2 separate regions of the Mus musculus genome follow, and region 1 is linked to region 2. The links are chromatin contacts, called in public promoter capture Hi-C maps. All regions are on one chromosome and are shown on one strand. Each heading gives the region's core, a stretch centred on a gene start, on an enhancer-like site or on the middle of the called end of the contact. The rest is flanking DNA. Distances are from core to core; before and after follow the strand shown.

The links. Capture Hi-C pulls out chosen DNA fragments and counts their contacts.
Region 1: a contact with region 2 is called in a promoter capture Hi-C map of adipose tissue. The contact joins the promoter of Rtbdn here to the promoter of Nfix in region 2. A contact is called at or near these places in 2 of 39 promoter capture datasets (the C10 cell line and embryonic stem cells) and 3 of 9 other capture datasets (adipose tissue, liver and pancreatic islet).

What each region holds. Positions count from the first base shown.
Region 1 is chr8:84,945,375-84,948,240 of GRCm38.p6, reverse strand. It overlaps Rtbdn (retbindin), which reads right to left and starts at 1,250. Exons shown (of 7, transcript NM_001357326.1): 1 at 1,089-1,250. It also overlaps a transcript of Mast1 not described here.
Region 2 is chr8:84,799,068-84,801,889 of GRCm38.p6, reverse strand. Nfix (nuclear factor I/X) reads left to right here and starts at 1,522. Exons shown (of 11, transcript NM_001371053.1): 1 at 1,522-1,892. The coding sequence starts at 1,866.

The sequences.
Region 1 (2,866 bases), core at 1-2,500, 150 kb before region 2:
AACTCCCATCCTTTGCATGAGCAGCAACTGATATATATATATAAAGTTTAAATTATTTTATTTGTATAGGTGTTTTGGCTTCATGCATGTCTGTTTTCATGCATACCTGGTTTTCAAGGAGGCCAAAAGAAGATATCAGATCTGCTGGAACTGGAGTTATGAATGGTTGTAAGCCACCACATGAGTTCTAGCAATCAAACCTAGGTCCTCTGGAAGAGCAGCCAGTGCTCTTAATGAATGAGAAGTCTCACTGGGCGTGGTGGCGCACGCCTTTAATCCCAGCACTTGGGAGGCAGAGGCAGGCGGATTTCTGAGTTCGAGGCCAGCCTGGTCTACAAAGTGAGTTCCAGGACAGCCAGGGCTATACAGAGGAAACCCTGTCTCAAAAAAAAAAAAAAAAAAAAAAAGAAAGAAAGAAAAGAAAAGAAAGAAAGAAAAAAGAAAAGAAGAGAAGAGAAAAGAAGAGAAGAGAAATCTCTCCAGCCCCAAGGATGGGATTTTGTTTGTTTGTTTTTGTTTTGTTCTTGTTTTTTTAATGTCTTTTATTGATGAACTCCCATATTGCCAAACCCTGTTCTACACTTGCACACAGCACATACTCAGTAAATGTTGAGTAAGGAAATTAATGAATTAGTAATGCCTTCCCCTCTGGTAAGATAGCACTGTACAGCCCAGGGTGTAGGGAACTCCTGCCTCTATCTTTCTGTGGTCAACAGTGGCATTACAGAGGCCCCAGGAACCGAGTTACAGGACCCATTTTTTGTCTGGGCTGGGCCAGGGTCGTTGTGGGTCATATTTATCCTGTTTGTGGGTTTTTCCTCCCGCAAGACCCTGTGTACACACGCGCCCTCATTTCATTCAGGGTGTTCATATTTCAGCACCGTGGACAGTAGCACGAGGCCAGCACCTTGGACAGCTTTTCCGCCCCAGAACCTGAGAAAAATACAAGCCGGGAACAAAAGACAGTACAAGCAAGAGACTCATTGAGATGGCTATGCTGACCAAAAGAAAGAAAGAAAGACACAGACAACAATAATACAGGCAAAGGTGCAGACGTGAGGATCAACCAAGAACACACTGACCCAGACCTCGTTGTGGTCCCGTTGTCCGGCAGAGGTCGCTCTAGTCCAGAGACCCTGCCCTCCAAGACCTTGGGTCAGTTACAGGCTGCCACCCAAGGAAAGAAAGGCCTTCCCGTTCTGTCTAGGGTTCAGATGGTGTTCTCTCCAACTCTGAGAAGCATGGTCTGGTTTGGGCTCAGCAGAGTGATTACTGGGGGCGGAGTAAGAATCGCTTCATCTGCCCCCTCCCCAGCTACCAGCTAATCGCTCTTATAAATATATCCTGACCTGGCCTGACTCCTTAATCCTGATCATGAGGCTGAGACTCTGGAGGGGATGCAAGACTTGAGGGGCTCTGCCCTGTGGGAGGCAAAGGAAGGAAGTCTGTGTGTATATATACGTTTTTCTAAGGGGGAAACTCCCATGAGGTCCAGCCTCTTGCTTGAACACGTGACTCTGGAAGAATGCATCAGTGGAGATCTAAGGGTGCCCTGGGGTGGAGACAATTTCCCACAGAGAAGAGAATATTCCTTCGAGCCGTCCCGTTGGGGGGATAGTCTTTCCAGGGTTCCCAAATATGTCACCTATTGGATCTTTGAAGAAATGCCGCCTCAGGACGGGAGAAATTGAGATGAAACGTCATCTTTCAGACATTATCTCTATTAGGAGTGATTTTCAGGGTGAGGGAACAGTTCTTCATAGCAAATCACACGCTTGTGAGAATGTGTCTCCTGTGTGTGTGGGGGGGGGGTGTCTCTAGTCGCACCAGGAATTCATCTGTGAGAATAACTCCCCTAGGGATCTTTCTTGGGTTGGAGGGTCTGTGAAAGAGACTATCTTGATAGGGTCTGTCTCCAGCATGCCTCCCTTAGGGACATCTGGAGACTCCACCCACCCAACCCCGTTTACCCGCCCCCCCTCCCACCGGACCCCCAGCGCGGGCAGCGGTGGCCAAAACCCGGCTCCGGCTCCCAGACGCAGTGACGGCGCCGGGCCCGCCCCGCTTCGCTCCGCCCCTCCGGGCCCCCCCTCGCCGGCCGCCGCCGCGGTCCCCGAGGCTTCTCTCTCCCTCCCTCCTCCCTCCTCCTGCCGCCGCCGCCTCCCTCCTCCCCCCGGACCGAAATCGCCGCCGCCATGGACGATTCTGGCCTGATCCGCCGCCGGAGGCTGCAGGTACGCTGCAGCCCGGGCTCCAAGGAGGGGATGGGGTCGGTGCCCTGGGGCGGGGCCGAGCAGAACGCAGGAGAACTTGCACCAGGGGTCGGCCGTGGCGCCCCTTCGTACTGCCAGAGGATGCTCTCGGCCGAAGAGTGCTGTGTCCGCGAGTCCTGGCAGCGCGGACCCCGCCCCTCAGGCGTCGCCCCGGTATCCCAGAGGCTGCTGGAGGGGCTGCATCCTAGCGCGCCCCCTCGAGGATGGCCTGGGTGGCGCCTGGCCCCGCCGGAGTCGGAGGGAGAGGGGGCTTAAGGTTCTTGCCTAGGCACCTGGCCAGTCTAGGGGTGAAGGTGCAGCAAGAAAAGTTATTGCCCCAGGGTTCGAGCCCCTCGGGGCCACCACCGCTTCAGAGCTGTAAACATGTTTGTTCGTAAGCCTCTCCCCTCACCACCTCCAGAGCCCTTCCTAGGCTTGCTACTGAGTCCTCCATTCACCTGTCTGGCCACTAGGACACTTCCTACTGCCCTAATTGGACAGGCACCTAGACAGCCTCCCCACTTCCCAGTCCACCTCCTTCACTACAATACTCCCACCACACACACACACACACACACACACACACGCCCGCGATCCTTAAGTCCAGCCCAGCT
Region 2 (2,822 bases), core at 273-2,772:
GGACGAGGGGCATAGCATTCAGGGACATTTATGCATACACATCCTTGTACCTCCTAGCCCCTACATACTCACTCACGCACACCTGGGCTCCTATACCACCCTGCCAGACAATGCATTGCTGAGAATTGCCACAGCTTCTTGGCTGGGGGGTGGGGGTGGGGACTGACAAGGTGCTGGCTGCACCTAGCAATAGGAGGGAGCTCTACCTTGGTGGGATCTGCCTGGGGACTGGGGCACAGTCTTCCCATCAACCTAGAGTCACCCAACAGTTCTCTATGTCCTACTTCAGAGTTTCCAGTACCCCCTTCCCAGCTTCTTTCTTCCCTCCCTCTCTGTGAAGACTTTTCCTTTCTCTCTCTGTTGCGAGAGAGAGAGAGAGAGAGAGAGAGAGAGAGAGAGAGAGAGAGAGAGAGAGAGAGAGAGAGTGAGAGAGAGAGAGAGAGAGAGAGTGTGTGTGTGTGTGTGTGTGTGTGTGTGTGTTTTGAAACAGGGTCTCAGTACACAGGTCAAGCCAGCCTCAAACTATGTAGCTCAGGCTGGTCTACAGCTCAGTTATAATTTTTCTCTTGGAGCTTCTGAGTGCAGGGATTGCAGACAGATGCCATATGCCAACCCACCCCACCTCATTCCCATCTGCAGTGGAAATGGGGAATCCTGGGCCTGCAATGGGCTGGAGCATCACCACAATACAAATAATGTTCCTAAGTCCCAGGACATGTGCAAAGCTATGGGAGACATATGAAGGGTAAGGGTGGTGTGTGTGTGTGTGTGCGCGCGCATGCATGCGTGTTATACTTGAGAGAGTTTTTACAGAACCTGCCAGCTGTTTTGCTATCAGGATTGTAGATCAGTGTGCCCTAGGTCTGGGGTATATCTGGCCAACTCAATGTATAACGTGTGTGTGTGTGTGTGTGTGTGTGTGTGTGTATGTACAGTGATACTTTGTGTCCTTTGTATGGGGGCTCCCATGTGTCAGTGTCACCATGTCTGGGTTGCCATAGCTGTCTTCCAAGATATTTTGGCGTGGCTGTGTGTTGGTGTGTCATTGTGTATCCAGAGTGTGACAAGGTATATATGGTTGTGTGATCGTGTGTGTCAATATTCTGCAGGAACATGTGTGGCACGTGCATGTATGTTAGTGTGGCTCTCCGCATCTGTCTGCATTGGGACGACATGTGACAGTAGGTGGTGTGTGGCTCTTGCTCGTGTCTGTGCCCGGTGTGCACCGCCGTCTGCTGCGACTCCATGAGGAATAGGCCCTGCGTTCCTTCGTGACATTTGTGCCCGTCCAAGCCCTGCTGCGTGTCAGCGTGTGTCGGCGCCCGAACGCCGGCCAGCACGTGTCGGGGCGGCCGCGTCGGTGTGCGTCCCCGCGTGTATGTGTGTGTGCGTGTGTGCGTGTGTGCATGTGTGTGCGCGCCGGCCGCGCTCACCCGCCCCGCCCGCCCCTCCCCGCGCCCCTCCTCCCGCCCGCGCCGCCCGCCCGCTCCCTCTCCCCGGAGTGCGCCGCTTCCAAACTTTGTCTAAACTTTCACTTTCACAGCGCGGCGGCGGCGGCGGCGGCGGCGGTGGCGGGCGAGGGCGAGCGGCCGAGCGGCGGCGGCATGGAGTAGACGCGCGGCGGCGGCGGCGGCGGCGGCGGACGCGAGAGGCAGCGGCGAGCGCGGCGGCGGCCCGGAGCCCGCGGGGCCGAGCCTGTGAGCGCGGAGCGGCGGCGGGCCGAGCGGGGCCGCGGGCCGGGCGGGCGCCGCGCGGCAGAGGCCGGAGCAGCGGAGCCGGAGCCCGAGCGCCAGCCAGCGCGACGCCGCCTGCCGGGCCTGCCCTCGCCGCGGCCGGCCTCCGCGCTCGCGCCCGGGCGCCCAGCGATGTACTCCCCGTACTGCCTCACCCAGGTACCGGCCGCCGCCCCCGCGCCCCGGGAGGGCCGGGCCGGGGTCCCGCAGGCGCGCGGGCAGCGGGCGGGGCGCGGGGGCGCTGCCCCGGGGCGCGCGGCAGGAGTGCGTGGAGAGGGGGCGAGGGGCGAACGCGCGCGGCGGGGTGCGGCGGACAGCGGACCCCTGCTGCTGCGCGGCGACGCGGCGTGGTGGCAGGCGCGGGCGGGCAGGGTGACACGGCGGCAGGAGGCAGAGTGGCCCCGGGGCGCGGGGGAGCACGGGCGGGCGGCGTTCCGTGCGCGCGGCGCGGCGCGGCCGCCCCGGGGTGGCAGTGGCGGGCGTGTGGGCAGCGGCTCTGCGTGCGGCTGGGGTGCCCCGGGCGGCCCGAGCGGCCCGGGCGTCTCCCCAAAGTCTTTGTTCAGGCCTCGCATGGGAGCGGGGCTGAGAAAATGGCGGGGCTCCCAAATTTCGGAGGGGCAGGGGAGGGGAGGGAGGGACGGGCGTGCTGCCAGCCCGGGCCGCGCCTCTCTGCGGATCCTGGACGTTTGCAGACGCGGCTCCCCGGCCCCAAACTTTCCTCCGTGCAAACTTTCCGGTCTCGAAGACCAGGACCGCCGCTGCGTGAACCTGGAAGTGCCCCGGGGAATCCCGGTCCGCTACCCGCAGGCGGGAAGGGCGGGAGCGGCGGCGGCCACCGCAGGTCGACCCTGTTGGGATCAGCCGTCGGGTCAGCCTCGGGCACAGCAGCGCCGACCTTGGCGTGCTTCGGGAGCGCGAGCGCGAGAACGCGTCCCGCCTCCAGCGAAGTTCCCTGCGCTATGGTGTAGCGGAGGCTCAGGCCTGGAGCGTGCCTGATCTGCCACCCCACTCTTTTTAGCCGTGACTCCAAGCTCTGAGAGGGCACCAGCCAGACCAACCCAGATCTAGAGGGGCCCTCACAGCTCTATC